Linked DNA regions of Drosophila melanogaster: regions 2, 3 and 4 are each linked to region 1. A link is a contact called in public Hi-C and targeted proximity ligation data. All regions are on one chromosome and are shown on one strand. The core of a region is the stretch at or near the end of the contact, and the rest is flanking DNA. Distances in the headings are between cores, read along the strand shown.

Region 1 (3,940 bases), core at 715-3,214:
ATTTGGCTACTGATACTGATCAATAATACATATAGCGTCGGAAAAGTTCACTTCATCCTGTTAAATATTCTTCAACGAATCTACTAGACCATATTTCTCTACGGGCATACAGAGTTTTTTATCCGTTTCATCCTATTTCGCAGAACCCTTACTTCAGGAATTTATTTTTAGATTAGATTCGAGCTTTTACATCGTTTTTAACCAAATTTGCTGGTTTCCATCATATAATGTAATTAGGTATTAATAGGAATTTAACCTGAATGTAAATTTCAAAAATGTACTAAACCAAAATCATTACATTCATAAGTTTAAATCCGACGTATTGTAACGAATTTAATTTTTTTCTTAACCAATAAATAATAAATAGACAAATCACAAAGTTATTTTTTTTTCATATTACTATTTTCTTTGTGCACATAAAATTTTGTAAATATTTCGAATTTAGAGGCCCGTAGGAATATGGTCTTATACGCGTTATTTATTGACTGATAAGGAGTACTACATTCTTTGAAAATTATATCGTATATTGTTAATCAGGATCACTAAGCGGGTCAATTTAAAAAAATAAATAATAATATATCTAGTTTTCGTTGTCCTAGTAACTTACAGTTTCTTCCAGCTCTATGACAACGTTTGAGTAGTGACCAGATGTCCAGTTTTTCAGACGCCAGCTCTGCTGTATTTTTTTTTCAGGGACGAGCTCTTCGAATTTTCCGAGCACATTGCCTCCGTAAAGAATAAATCTACAATAAAAGACAAAAGATTACTTACCATAAAGAAGTGAAGACAAGGGCGAGGGGCGAAATTTATGGTTATTCATAACAAGATTACTAAATGACGACACAAACGGTCCTGATGTGATGGTAAAATAAAACGACCAGGGACAAAAACTTACTCTCCACCGCGCACGGCATCTACTTTGGCAGGTGCCCTCGTAAAGGCAGTGACCATTTCTGGCTTTGTGAGAGCGTTGTAAAGGTCATTGGCGCTGCAGTGAAATTCTTCGGTCATCGAGAGAGTGCGAACGTCCAGTTTACAGCCGATGCCAGAGTTCTTCAGCCTAGGAGCCGCCACCGAGGAGTTTAAAGCGATATTTTGGGCTGCATTACGGGTATTGTTGGCATCCTTAAAATTCGCCACAGTATTTCCCGCTCCGGCCTCGTCGCCCTTCTTTGGTAGGATAAGGTTCTTGGAGTACTCCTCCTTCAACTCTCGGATGTAGGAAGCCAGTTGCTGCCGCACGCGGTCTCGTCCCACGTTGTACATGAACTGTTTCAGGGTCTCCGACTCGTCGTTGGACTCGTCGATTGTCACCGTGATCTCTACGTCGGCTAGTTCGTTCTCCTCGGAGAGATTGGGAATGGTTAACTTGCCCTTGTGGATCAGCTTGCTGTTCTTTAGGAGCTTTCCAGACCACTTGAGCACCAGCTCCCACTCGTAGAAAAATATGAGCTTGCCCTTGCGATTGTTCACGGTGGCCTCCCCGGAGCATTTGTCCACGGAGTCCACGGCACACTCAATGTCGCTTTGCCCTGCGTTTTGAGAAGTTTACTTTTAGGTTAGGATATACCTAAAATGTATGTTCTACACTACTACAAATTCTTATATACTCGCCTATTTTGAAATCCTGAAAAAGCTGATGCAGGCGGTCCTTGGACCATGGCGTGGCGTTCTTTTCCGTCCAGTGCCAGTTGTTCACGTTGGTGGCGTCGGGCCGCTCCTCCACAATCCAGCGCGGATCTCCTTCTCCCCACTTGGCCATCGCTTTCTTACTGTAGAATTGTATGAAACTGTCTTCAATTTTATGAAAAGATGGAAGATGTTGGTTTACTTTTGATCCGGCAGTCTTAGCTTAAACTAATTCGGACAATTACTATGGCCAGCGAGTGGAATTTTCTAGAATTCTGCGGTTCAAAATAGGGATGTAAAAATTATCGATGCCAGTGCACACATATGTTGGCAGCGTTGCCACCAAGTCCGAGGTGTTTGTGCCGTTAAAAAAACGAAATGATGTGTAAATTTCCTGACGATATTTTAAATGGAGTTATGACGAAAGACGTATTCGTTCAGTGAATTTTTTAACAGATTTAAAATGGACAGTAAGTATTGGTGGTATTGTATTTTTTTATAACAAGGTTGTTTTAATGTTATATTTTTATGTACGTCCAAAACTTTAAGTTTATGTTTTTAACTTGTAACAAACAATTTTCGAAATGGTAATAGCCGATTCCCGCAAATCACACCATAATGGATGTAACAAAGTTGTTTTACAGCTTTTCAAGCTATTTGTCTTGAAATAGATAAGGTCTGCTCTAATCTCTGAAAAAGTGTACCCCTAAAAATATTTAATGTATTGTTGCAAGTAAATAATTAGCCCTAATTTTTTTAGTTCTACTGATTAAAAAGTTCTTACGTTTGGTTACAAGATGCAGTGGCATCAGGATATTTTAAAAGTGGCCACACAGAGCTCGCGTAACACCCAGCTTAAGTCAGCATGCACTTGTTATTTTTCAGTTGTTTACTCAACCGATAGCTGAATTCAGCACATCCCTAGTGGAGAGCTGAAAGAAAATGGCGATAGAATTTTTTTGGTGTTGATTTGTTTATTATCCGTTCGTCTTTGATTGTTCAATGAAAAGCCTTAAAAATTAGCCAACTGCTGGTGAAAAATGTACAACTAGAGTGTGTGTCGTGTGCGCGAGAGTGTGTGTAGTAGCTCAGTAGCTCCGCGATGATTAGCGCAATGGACAATTTCGACAACAGATCGTACGGTGCCATATCAAAGGGGCGCAGTGAATTCTCAATGCCAGGTAAACAGCAGATACTTTTGCTGGCCCGAAGGATATAGCCTAGCATGAACAGAATACGAATCTTTGTATTGATAAAATTTTATTAAGATCACAAATTGGGATACCCACAACTACAAAATAAGAGAAGCAACAAGCAACATTTGTATGTATAGACTTGTGTGCTAGGTGAAATGTTAGTGCACATATGTATGTATATTATGTACATATGTACATTGCGTTCTCGTTTTTGGCCTTCGTCAGAATTAAGTCCGAAGAGCTTTGGTAACGCTAATAAGCCAATTTGCACAATTAGCAATCCATTGTGGTTTCGACAAGTGAAAATTGTTTATCGGCCTAAGCTAGTGACGTAGCCTACAAGATGCTTTCATCGCATCGCAAACAGCTCGTGTATGCACGTGTGTATGTGTGTTGGGCGCGTGTGCCTGGAATGCTGCTCTGGTGTTTTTTATTTTTACTGTTGGTGTTGCGATACAATTTACAAAATGCCCAGAAACAAGTATATGAATTTATTATTGATTCGCATCTCGTTCTTGCAGAACTTACACCGGAGCAGCAAAAACTGCTGATTGAGCTGCGACGCAAGAAGCAGGAACTTTTACTCGAAATACAGGTAATTGACCATCAATATATACATACATTTTTAATTTTGGAAACAACGATTTAAGAACATATTCGTATACACTTGTAGTATACAGAAAAACAATTTCGTGATGTCTTTTTGTCTGGAGTTTTTGCCAGCTTCTTTTTAGGTGATTTGACAGAGAGGGAGCAAAGACACTAGACTTATTCCAGAGCCTTTGTAGGGAGGGCTTGACGGGCTCTGAATTTTTTTATATGAACGATTAATCTTAAAATATATAAATTTTAATAAACCGATAATAAAAATGATGGTAAAATTATTGTTGGTGCTAAGAATTAATTTAGCAAATAATCGAAAGTAAATATCCCAAAAAAAAATACAATAAAAACATTAAGAAGAGAGATAGTGGGCAAGAGAGTCGATTTTTATGTTGTTGAGTAGCATATGTGCATTTATATGTATTTATAAAATTTTATGAATACCTATAAGCCAGACCAATTTGGTTTTTTTTTCTACTTAGGTTGTTTTTTAACTCCTTAATGCGGGAAGA
Region 2 (3,648 bases), core at 702-3,201, 370 kb before region 1:
TTAATGCACAAACAATAAAATTGAATGCATACTAACTTTTCTTATGCTTAAAATATTACAAATGTGTGTATATTATTAGTTTAAGTTTCAAATTAGTGAGTAAATGAATTTTTCACATTTCTTTATCTTTAAGTCATTTTTGAAAGGCAGGTGGTAATTGTGAGCCTGCACTAGTTTTAGGAGATAATAATTACGTGTTTATTTTAAACAAAATCGGAAGGTACTAGTCAGTAAGCATTAATTATTATTTTTTAAATAAGGCAAATATGTATATTTTAAAATATGAAATACATGTATGTATGTCCGTATAAATAAAACCGTGAAATCAAATGTCGATTAAGTCATTTGACATAGCCAAGCCAGGAAATTTGCGGCTGATCCAAAAATATCTACCTGAGTGTAGCATAGGTGGGATAAATTTGGGCAATACGACCAAGATCGTCATCGTTCTCCAATTGGGAATCCTTCCGTGTACGCCGAACTGGTAGGCTGGGCATCGCTTAGCTTCGAACCCAATTACGAATATAGCAAATTTATACGCGGTATTTGTAGCTTTCCCAGGATAACAACACAATCCGCATAGACGGAATCTGCGATCAGGGGTGATCAAACGTTAGAATTTGCACAACATTTGGGTTTGTTTACCTTTTTGAAGTTCGAGATCGTAATTGCTTGTCTTGTGAGACGTAGATAGTTTTCAACGTTGGGGGTACTCCGGCCTTGGTTGTTAACCGCAACCAAATACTTAGCATGCAATTGGCGCAGTCGAATGACGGAAATTCACATTCCCTAAGTGCTCGTTAAATAGAAGTTAAAATACTAGAATTGTATACATATACTGAATCACTTGGTGAAAGAAATATAAAATGTTTGTTATCACTGATAAATTTTAATATACATTTTTAAATTCAATCAAAGTCAATTCCATATTATCTGTACTTCATTAAAAAATATAATATTATTAAAACAATACGATCCCCACCGGCGTTGTATATTTTCACCGATTTTACGTGTTTCATTCATTCTTGAGTTTCCCCTGATACGTGTCTGCGTGCTGCTGGATGTTCTTTGAGTTTTGTAAAATTTTATTTAAGTCAATGATCACTTGAGCGGTAAGGTTTGAAAATATGTTCACTAGCCTAAGTGCATGATTCAAAGAAAAATATACATAACATTTTCTACGTTAAAAAGAAGCATCTCGACTGATTTGGTTGTTTCGCTCTATCAAGCTCACGTTTCGGTTTTCCATTATTATGTAATTTGAGTGATATATATCGATTTTTAAGAATTTAACACACATTATAGAAACATAAAAAATATAGAAACATAATAAAATTATAGTGCCATCACTCGCGTTTATATTAATAATAAAAGAAAGAATACTATAGTCGAGTTCCAAGGCTATCAAATAACCGTTACCAGCTAGTGTGAATACAAACGCGAAATTGCATCAATTTTATGGAATATCGATAGATAATGGGATATAAAATGATAAAAAATTTCAAAATTGTTCCAAAGTGTGGCATTAGGGCGTTAGAGTGCGCGTGGCAAAAATTTTATTGACAAATCGATAGAAATTAAAAAGACTAATTAAATTATAGTCAGATCGACTAGGATATTGGTCCTGATCAAGAATATATATACCTTAAATGGTCGGAATACGAAAATACGACTAACGGTTATAATAAATTCATCACCACATTACTAGAAGTAATTACTATTAAATAGAAAGCGCTTACACTGCTCATAATCTTGTTATTACATTTTATAATGTTTAACGAATGCTATCTATGCTTTAAATTGAAATACTTGTTATCCAGTAGGATTATACATAATGAATTATTTCAATATACCATTTAACAACAAAACAAATTGCGCAATTCCCATCACTAATCCCTATGCTTGGTTTGATATCTCCAAAACATGGAAATGCGATTCCAGTGTAAACATCCCATTTGTTCCTCGTAACAGTCAAAGGACGGCCAAAACCACGTGTAAATATATCTGTTTAATTATATCCCAAAATTAAGTCACCAAAACTAGCAAACGCACAAAAAATATTCAGTTTGACCCGCAAGAGATCGAAAATTTTTGCGTTATCTATTTACCAATAAAGTTGTTCCATATACTCAAAATCGTCGTGGTCTTGGTGTAAAAGGGGCTTCCAATAAAGTTTTTTTCTTCATCGTCGTAGACATGGTAACACTGCAAGTGAACATAAAAATCGAAAACTGATTTATTTACAATAAACAAAAGCGCTTATCGGCTCCAGGACGCGCATATGCTGACAACCATTTGGCTAAAGGTTTAACACAAATTCCTTCCAACGACGCGGACTACTGGTAGTACCCGCAGCCTAAATTGCCGCGATGCCGTGCTGGTATTACGACAAAAAGGAGCTGCGGGAGACGCCCTCGATCTTGGATGGAATAAGCTTCGAAACGGAGCGGCGGTACAGAAAAGAAGGTGCTCGATTTATTATGGAATGTGGCACCAAAATGGGCTTGGGCCACAACACGATGGCCACCGGCGTTGTATATTTTCACCGATTTTACATGTTTCATTCGTTCCGGAGTTTCCCCCGGTACGTGACTGCGTGCTGCTGCCTGTTCTTTGCTGGCAAGGTGGAGGAGACGCCAAAGAAGTGTCGCGACATTATTAAAACTGCGCGTGGCATCCTTACCGACAATTACTTCTACTCGTTTGGCGACGACCCTAAGGAGGAGGTGATGACGCTAGAGCGTATTCTGCTGCAGACCATCAAATTCGATTTGCAAGTAGAGCATCCTTACACCTTTCTCCTAAAGTACGCTAAGTGTTTCAAAGGCGACCAGCAGAAGCTGCAAAAGATGGTGCAAATGGCGTGGAACTTCGTCAACGACTCTCTCAGCACAGTAGTTTGTCTACAGTGGGAGCCGGAGATTATCGCCGTGGCTCTTATCCATTTGGCCAGCAAGCTAAGCAAATTCACTGTGCAAGACTGGGAGGGCCGCCAGCCACAGCAGCAGCGTTGGTGGGATATGTTTGTGTCTGATGTAACGATGGAAATACTCGAAGACATCTGCCACCAAGTTCTGGACCTGTACCAATCAACCCAAAAAGAAGCGCTCCAGCCAACCAGTCCGCCCCAAAAGCCACCAAGCAGAGCCGACAGTCCAAAATCCGGCAAGCTTACCAATTCTACGGGTATTGGACCACTTTCCGTTCCACAACAGCCGCCGCCCCCCGTATGTGGCAACGGTGGCGTGCTGGAAGTTAGCAACATTCAGAGCATTAAATCCCTAGCCAGTGGCGTGCCAATCATTGGTCCTAGCGACTCCCAGAACCTGTTACAGGGCCCAACACCACCAGGTCAGCCATCCGGGTACCACATTTATCATGCTCCTCCACCGCCGCCCCCGCCGGTAGTGCCTATGCCGCCGTACCCCTCTTCCGGATGGGGAGTCCAGCAGACAGTGGTCGGACACTATAGCGGGAGCGCTGCACCACCACCACCAATGCCGCCTAGCTTGCCTCCAGGAGCCAGTGGATACTACAACGCCGGTGGGCGTCCATCGCAGCAGCGCTACTAGTAGATGCAATGACTAATAAACAAGTAAAAAAAATTTGTATATTAAAACTAGCGAACCGTTCGGAATAGGATTTAGA
Region 3 (3,787 bases), core at 546-3,045, 480 kb before region 1:
GGGATTCTGAAGACAATAATTCGTTGAGTGCCTAAAAATGTGACATTTCAGACTGTAAAACTCTTTTCTGCGGCGCGCACGCTCCATAGTGACTCGATGTCTGCCTAGTTGAGTTATTTTCAGTACTTTGTCGACATTCGATCCTTGTTTTAGGTTTACGAAAAACAAGTATTGCCTTGTCTGTAGTTGATTGTCGCTTCGTTGTCTTCTTCAGAGCAGAGATCGGTTCGTTTTGGCAATCCGCTTTTCTCGGGCAATATATTTAATGATAATAATAATAAATAATAATTTAATGAATATAAAAATGAAACCCGGAATCACAATTCAGTATAGGTTGTCATCCTTAAGTTGATGATGCCAAAACTGACAATTTACCATTGATAAATGGATGGATAAAAAGCATTAGAAATGGCTGTGTATATCCAAATTTAGAGGTGCGAATACTATAGTAATTCTCACAAGCGCACGAATTCAGAGCCTGTTTGAAAGCGTGGAGATGGTTAATATCCGGGACACGTTTTGCTATAGGAGGGCATATTTAAACATGAAGATTGTATCTGTCACAGACAAGATGAGCAATCTAGATTAAAGAAGCCAGAAGAGGATTTCAGCTAGTTGGCGTTACATTTTTGAAACTACCAGCAAAAATCAATCCACAAAAAGCAGAACTAGTTTGAAACCTTCTCTTAGTCTTAGCTGTGAAGCATGACATGGTTTTGTGGTGTGTTGTTTAATGTAAATGCGGGAAACGAAACAACAGTCCCTTTCCCCTGATAACTTTATTGGTTTTAGCGGTACAGCATAACAAATGTAAGTAATAAGAATTTTTGATATACACAAATTTTTTTTAATGTGCACTGTTATTTTGATTTTGATTACATCTTTGTTCGTTAAGTATTTGTGTAATCTCCTCAGCCAATTGGGTAAATAGATAAGAGTACTTGCTGTCCGGATATTTTATTACAACAGGCACTCCACTCTCGTTGCTATCCGCTATTCGTGAGTCTAACGGAAGAGAAATTAGCTTGCGCGGTAGAGAACTTATACGGCTGTCTTTAAAAAACTCCAATCGTTGATTACAGTTCTGACAAATGGTGTACTTCATGTTCTCTACTACGCCAAAGATAGGAACATTTAACTTTTCGTACATGCTTGCACCTTTCAAGGTCACCTGAACAGCTGCAGTATGAGGTGTTGTTACCAGGATAACCCCTGTGATAGGTGCATGCTGGGATAGTGAGAGATGTACATCTCCAGTGCCCGGTGGAGTATCTATAACTAGGACATCTAGAAGCCCCCAATCAGTACCTTTTAGCAGTCGTTGTATTGCTGACATTACAAGAGGACCTCGCCAGATAACAGAGGTCTCTACAGGTGTCAGCATGCCCATAGACAAGCACTTTACATTGTAGTTTTGCGGCGGGATCATCAAATTCTTATCGTTCACAACCGGCTCACCATGGACATTCATGAGAAGTGGAATAGTAGGCCCGAAGATATCCCCGTCCAGCAATCCTACTCGCTTTCCTAGTTTTGCCAAGCTGCAGGCAAAATTAACTGTGAAAAGGACTCCAATAACCCATGAATCGAAATATGTGAGTACACACCTGCCACGGTGCTTTTTCCAACACCACCCTTTCCAGAGGCAACGACTATAATATCTTGTACTCCAATAATCGGTTGCTTTTTAGGCAATCCCCGCGCCATTAACTTCACCTGGGACCCAGTTAATTTTGTTGCGTAGGAGCGCCATATCGTGTTGATCAATAGACGCTCCATTGTTACAAAACGATAAATTTATTTTCCATCCTAAAAATAAAACTCATAGTGAAAACAGCGACGACAGCTTTATAGCCGATTCTCACACATTTCCATCATTCCTATTTTGCGAAGTCATTTTTCGATAATTCTCGATAGCTCAATTAATATTCCTAGGTATTTAGCATTTTTCTTTGGCGACTGAAGCGACCGATTGAGCAGATTAAAAAACTGGGAAAGCGAGTATTTTTACTGGACGGTATATATTTATTAATACTATTATAACCCATCTAATGAATGTCTATAGCGAGCAGTTTGTTTACGATAGGAATACCACGTTAGACCACGTTTACCACGTAATTCAAATAAACCAGTCAAAACTCAACAGTGGAACAACAGTAGTAACAGCAGTACAAGAATACTCGTAAAACGGTTTACTCTGTGAAAAGTCTCTGCCTGCCGCTGACATTTAAACTGTCACATTTTTCGGCGAACCTCGCCAAGCTTGGATGAAGAACATGTTGAGGCAAGTGGTGGAGAAGTGGTGTGGCAATTTATAAACACGCTAAAGTTAATTTTTCAAGTAATATTTCAGTTTTTTTTAGGGTCTATTTAGGGTATATCGAACGGCGGCCCGTACCGAACCGATTGAGTTAAAGTGTATCATAGCAATACCGGTGCGATCAACACTTAATTGTTAACTGAATGCAGAAGCCAAATGAGCAAGTTTCACAGAATAAAAATTAAAACCAGGTTAGCGCCCCCTGAGCAAAAATATTTGACGTGAGATATTTGGAAAACGGCTTGAGCGAGAGCTTTGGAAATTTTTTTCCCTTAAAAGTTTAACAATTCTATAAATAAAAAGTTTATATAGAATGCAGTTTGTTGTTTATAGATTTTTATTTCAATAAAAAAGAAAAACAATCCATAAATGGGTAAGTCAAAATTGCGTCATCAGTGTATAAGAGTTTGGCTGCATAACCAAACATCCTCCCCCCGTTGGTGGACTCTAGCTGACAACATCATCCTGTTTGGGTAGAACGCAAAGTTTAGCGACGGCTCTATTGAACAGCAACTCGTGCGACGCCATTGAGTCCAGGGATCAGATTTATTACTCGAGCTAGTGGCCATTTGAGGGGTGGCAGGTTTTCGTCTTTTACTAAAAGGACATTATCGATTTGAACGTCTGTCTTCTGTGCTCGCCATTTGGAACGTTGCTGAAGAAGCGTTAGATATTAACTGGTAGTAAGTGATTCGCTGCCAGCGATCCAATCGGTTGAGATTTAATTTTGTGAAATCAGGCTCAGCAAACAAGGCGAGGGGGGCAGTGCCTAAGAAGTGCACTGGCGTTAGTACTTCAAGGTCGTCAGGATGTTTTAAAAGAGGAACTAAGGGTCTTGAATAAATTGTTGCCATTGCGGCAACTATGGGTTAAAAGCCGCAAATTTTGGTATAAATGTAATTTTTTTTGTGACTGATATTTTAATGCTGCTTTCATTTTTGGATTCCTAATTTGCCCTTTTTTACGAAACATTTTATGTTGTAGGTGTGTATGAGTTTAGTCATGAAGTGCAGCTGAGTGTTTGGAGCAACAACGATGCAGACGCTGTTAACAGTTATATTTAGAAGAGAACTTTGTGCCTAAAGAGCAAAATATTACAATTTTAAGGAAAGTGAACCAATTTAGTTCTTATGTGAACAAGCACTTAAGGAAATTCAAACGAAATCATTAATTGTGGCTTCCGTCTAAAATTGTTGTCGTTATTCATAGCCAGAAATTACACTATGCAAAGCTGGTCGAAAACAGTTAACATTTGAATATGCAGAGCCTCAACCTAAAAAAATTAGCAAATTAGTACTTCTCGTACATGCTGCTTCAATTCCGAAAAAAAAAACGAAGCAGGCAGAAACGGCCTTTGTATTAAAAAAAAAGGATAGGTAGTGAAACATACATGTAGTAATTTTACTTTATAGTGTTACTTTATTGTTTAATGACAATTGTTTATAGTACACTTTATATTGTTTAATG
Region 4 (3,704 bases), core at 347-2,846, 410 kb before region 1:
CGTGTGTTGTTGCCCTCGATGATTTTCTTCTATTCCTCAACTTCACTGAATTATTTCATCCTCACTTCGTTTCCACGAAACTCTACCAAAACAACAACTGGCGCCATGCTCATTTGAATACATACACAAAGGATTTTTACTCAATAACGGAACGATTTCCATGAATTTCATTACTCTTAACTCATTCTTAACATAACGGTTCAAAAACATAATTTCGGTTACATTCAAATACTGCGTTAGATCTACTCAATCTCCGACATACATATGTATATTAAGCCGATATAAAACACATGCGGTTTGAACACAGAATAAAAGCGGGAAAGATATATATCTTAATGTAAACACATAATTAATTTCTAATTTCTTTTACATCACAAGCAGCTAAACAGATATACATATATTTCATTTAAGTTCTATTACCACCAAATTATTTTTAAATAAGAGAGAACGCTTAAGCAAATTTGTTGGACATTGAGATACCGTTTACACAGCCAGAAGGAATGCAAAATATAAACAATGAAAACAAAAAGTTTTGGGTGTTGAATTGGTCGTGGCGAAATAGTTCAAGCATATCAATACAAATTATCAAGAAAAACAACTTAATTTTTTAAGATAAAGAACTTTTCAAAAGTATACGAACAGAAGGATTGGTAGCCGAAGACAAGAATATAAGCACGTTATAATGCCCGAAACGCTTCCTTCCGTTCCTTCTGACATAATTTTTTCCAAAACCATACACATAATCGTTCGAAATCACTACCATAAAACTTGTCTTTTCATTCCTCAAAAATAGCTAATAAATAAGCTTACTATCTCAAGACATTCCCTTAAATGCTGTTGTCATAAAAAACATTTGACCACGTTGGTTGCCTTGCCAACACTAATAAATTTTTGAATTTGGGCGCCGAGAGTATTTAAATCTTTTGGAAGCTGAAATTTTCCAACACCAAACAGGACTCGCAGAACTTTGTTCATCCAGGATCTTAAGCTCAAAACCAAAACGTATGCGAATTAAAATTGCTGCTATTTAATTATTTAAAAGAATAGTTTTTATTTTTTATTAATTAATATTTATTCGGCGACAGACTTCCTCACTTATACTATTACAAGACACTTTATTACTAGCTTATCTTTGATTTGAAGCTGTTCACGATCTCGTCCCGACTCAGACTGATCTTCTAAATCTTAATCCTAATCCACTCAACCTCGGCCAGAAGCTTTTCTTTAGGATTCTCTTAAGCTTTTTAATATGTTTAGGATAAAAGCTTTACACTGAAATTATTTCCCAGCATTGTGAAATTCAAATTTGCTGACTGACGCAGTTTGACTGAAGCGCAATAAGTTGACCATGGCTTGGTCTCCAAGTGGAAGTTGTGTTTACTTTAAGTTTGGTTATATATCGGGTGGCTAAGTGTTGGCGTCAAAAACAAGGGCAAAGGCAACGCTGCTGAGATTGGAGTTAGAAATTTGTTTAGCTTTTGGTAGAGTGCTATATTTATGGGTTGGATAACTTGCGTCACTACGTGGGGCATAAAAAATCTGTTGTCCCTTAACTCACTCCCCTACATCGAGTGATAAAGATAAATAGGAATTCCTAAAAGATTTAAGTATACAAAAATAAGTACGTTTTATATGGAATCTTTAAGAATTAGTTAAAAGTCGAGTGCCTGTAAAATTTCGTTATCTTATGGAATTTGTTATCAACCATGGCCCATGATCTTACCAAAGACACTAGAATATTCTAGTGTCTTTGCTCTTACAGTGTTACCTTAGCTTGTAGAATATTAAAAGTTAAGTCTCAATAAATTTAAAACGTGTTTTTAACGCAGCTCAGCACAAGATATTTCTTTTCGAAAGCTAGTAACAGCCAGATTCTACTGATCGTAGCGTTTGCCTTTTGAGTAAGAGACAACATGTAAGACAACATGTGATGTAATCCAAATTACGAAGTACAAAACGTATATAAAAATATTTATGTTTTCTGAGTTATCGAATTAGTGTAAAAGGGCTCTAAGAAATCCTACCAGTTCTTTGTGAATTTTGGTATATTTTCGAGGGAAATGATTATTTTCATGAGTCGTGAAACGGTCACACTTTTAAAAAGTAAAACTGCTGCTCGTCTGCTCTATCTCTGAGCGTTGTTCTGTCTCCATCTCTCTTTAGCAATCGTAAAAAATGATGGACTGAAAGTTAAAGTGCTGGAATTTGTTAGAAAAAGATAACACTATTTAAATATATATCTTGTATTATTCCAAACAATATATCGTTAAAATACGTTATCAATTCACGAATACAATTTTACACCACTCAAATCTTAACAATTTTATTGTGGAGCAGGCAGTGCGCAATTTATGGTGTGGTCCGGTTGCGTAAAAGGTAATTTTAATAATGAAAAAAATAACACATGTAGTGTAATATTGTATGATAAAAAAACAAATGTGCTAGACTCCAGTTTAGATACTAGAGTCTGTTAATGTAAAGAGCTGCTGCATTAAACGTTCGTCTGTGTATGTTTTGTGTCGCGTATGTACATATTTTTTGTCTCACCGTCGCCATTTTTAATCAGTCGTTTTCGCTGGGTTCCTATGGCACTATATTCATCTCTTTTTCTCTTTTATAGAATTAGCGTCGCGTGATGCAGTGTTGAAAAGCGCGACAGAGCTGCAGTAAATAAAAGGCCAACGTATGATAAAAGTTAATTTTTGAGCATACTCGAATTTTGGGGACCATGGAAGACCTTACCAAAAACATTATCTTCACAAATGCCATTAATGGGCAACCGGCCACAATTCAATACCAGACGGCGGATGGCACCATTCTTAAACAGCCCAAAATAGAGGGCCAAAAAACGGAGCAGCAGCCTACCTTCTATTACACGACAAATGTAAGTAGTTTACTTACTATATGTTATTGGTGCTGACTTTTCATATTGTCTTCACATAGGGCAATGGCGGTACCGTCAATCTCGCACAGCTGGCCACCACAGACGACAATAAGACGTGTTATATAGCCCAGCCCGTGGGCGGATACAATTACGCCCTGGTCAACGGAATGCCTCTCAATCAGGGTGCAGCTCTTGGCATCGCCACGGTAGACGCACAAGGCCGCATCCAGATTGTCAATCAAAATAAGCCAATTGCAGCTGTATGTAAAAGGAAGACTCGTTAAGCAAAGCCTAAAGATTTTCTTCTTTGCAGAACACCATATCCAACATAAGCTTTAAGTGTGACGTATGTTCAGATATGTTCCCTCATTTGGCACTTCTTAATGCTCATAAGCGGATGCATACAGACGGGGAACAGCAGCAACAACAGCAACATAACGCCCAAGCGGGCGGCGATTCTATTGCCGTGGTCAGCGCGCAGGGGCTTGTGCAGGCACAGAACATTATTGGAAATGGTCAGATGGGCCAGATACAGATTGTGTCTTCTGACACGCTGGAGCCGGTTCAGCAATCTGTAATGCAGCAGCAGCAACATGAGTCAAAGGCAAGCAAGTGCATAAATTGTGGAAGCTCTATGCTGCAGCAGTCCAAACGCAAAGGTCCAAAGCAGGTGCGCTGCGAGTCCTGCATGCAGGCTGAACAAACAGCGCAACAACAACAGCAGCTCTTCGTCGCCCAAGACGGTAGTTGTGAAAGATTACATTCTAAATGGACCATAACTAACTTCATCGCATCTTTTGCAGGTCAAATGGCGCATCCC

Evidence for each region. Hi-C and Micro-C count contacts between places; a contact is called where the count stands out from the background.
Region 2: a contact with region 1 is called in a targeted proximity ligation map of the Kc167 cell line, with 4 times the contacts expected there. A contact is called at or near these places in 10 of 107 Hi-C or Micro-C datasets (the Clone 8 cell line, the Kc167 cell line, the ML-DmBG3-c2 cell line and 4 more) and 4 of 7 datasets of targeted methods (the Kc167 cell line and the S2 cell line).
Region 3: a Hi-C map of the Kc167 cell line shows a contact between it and region 1, with 4 times the contacts expected there. A contact is called at or near these places in 8 of 107 Hi-C or Micro-C datasets (the Kc167 cell line, embryo, eye imaginal disc and 2 more) and 1 of 7 datasets of targeted methods (the Kc167 cell line).
Region 4: a targeted proximity ligation map of the Kc167 cell line shows a contact between it and region 1, with 4 times the contacts expected there. A contact is called at or near these places in 2 of 107 Hi-C or Micro-C datasets (the Kc167 cell line and the S2 cell line) and 2 of 7 datasets of targeted methods (both in the Kc167 cell line).

What each region holds. Positions count from the first base shown.
Region 1 is chr2L:21,756,034-21,759,973 of dm6, reverse strand. It overlaps CG1416, which reads right to left and starts at 1,964. Exons shown (of 4, transcript NM_136277.3): 1 at 1,615-1,964; 2 at 896-1,532; 3 at 608-743. The coding sequence starts at 1,762. It overlaps step (steppke), which reads left to right and starts at 2,508. Exons shown (of 11, transcript NM_001273749.1): 1 at 2,508-2,810; 2 at 3,347-3,420.
Region 2 is chr2L:22,128,445-22,132,092 of dm6, reverse strand. CycK (Cyclin K) reads left to right here and starts at 1,951. Exons shown (of 1, transcript NM_001299202.1): 1 at 1,951-3,648. The coding sequence starts at 2,370. The coding sequence ends at 3,572. It overlaps lncRNA:CR43241 (long non-coding RNA:CR43241), which reads right to left and starts at 872. Exons shown (of 3, transcript NR_048038.1): 1 at 646-872; 2 at 394-590. It also overlaps the pseudogene CR43240 and a transcript of CG42748 not described here.
Region 3 is chr2L:22,237,924-22,241,710 of dm6, reverse strand. It overlaps Nubpl (NUBP iron-sulfur cluster assembly factor, mitochondrial), which reads right to left and starts at 1,795. Exons shown (of 2, transcript NM_001273759.1): 1 at 1,608-1,795; 2 at 1-1,557. The coding sequence starts at 1,779. The coding sequence ends at 848. It overlaps lncRNA:CR43765 (long non-coding RNA:CR43765), which reads left to right and starts at 1,998. Exons shown (of 3, transcript NR_073822.1): 1 at 1,998-2,017; 2 at 2,087-2,284; 3 at 2,354-2,528.
Region 4 is chr2L:22,167,560-22,171,263 of dm6, reverse strand. It overlaps lncRNA:CR44809 (long non-coding RNA:CR44809), which reads right to left and starts at 1,596. Exons shown (of 1, transcript NR_124437.1): 1 at 1,060-1,596. Clamp (Chromatin-linked adaptor for MSL proteins) reads left to right here and starts at 2,121. Exons shown (of 7, transcript NM_001014498.3): 1 at 2,121-2,376; 2 at 2,621-2,884; 3 at 2,944-3,144; 4 at 3,198-3,627; 5 at 3,688-3,704. The coding sequence starts at 2,729.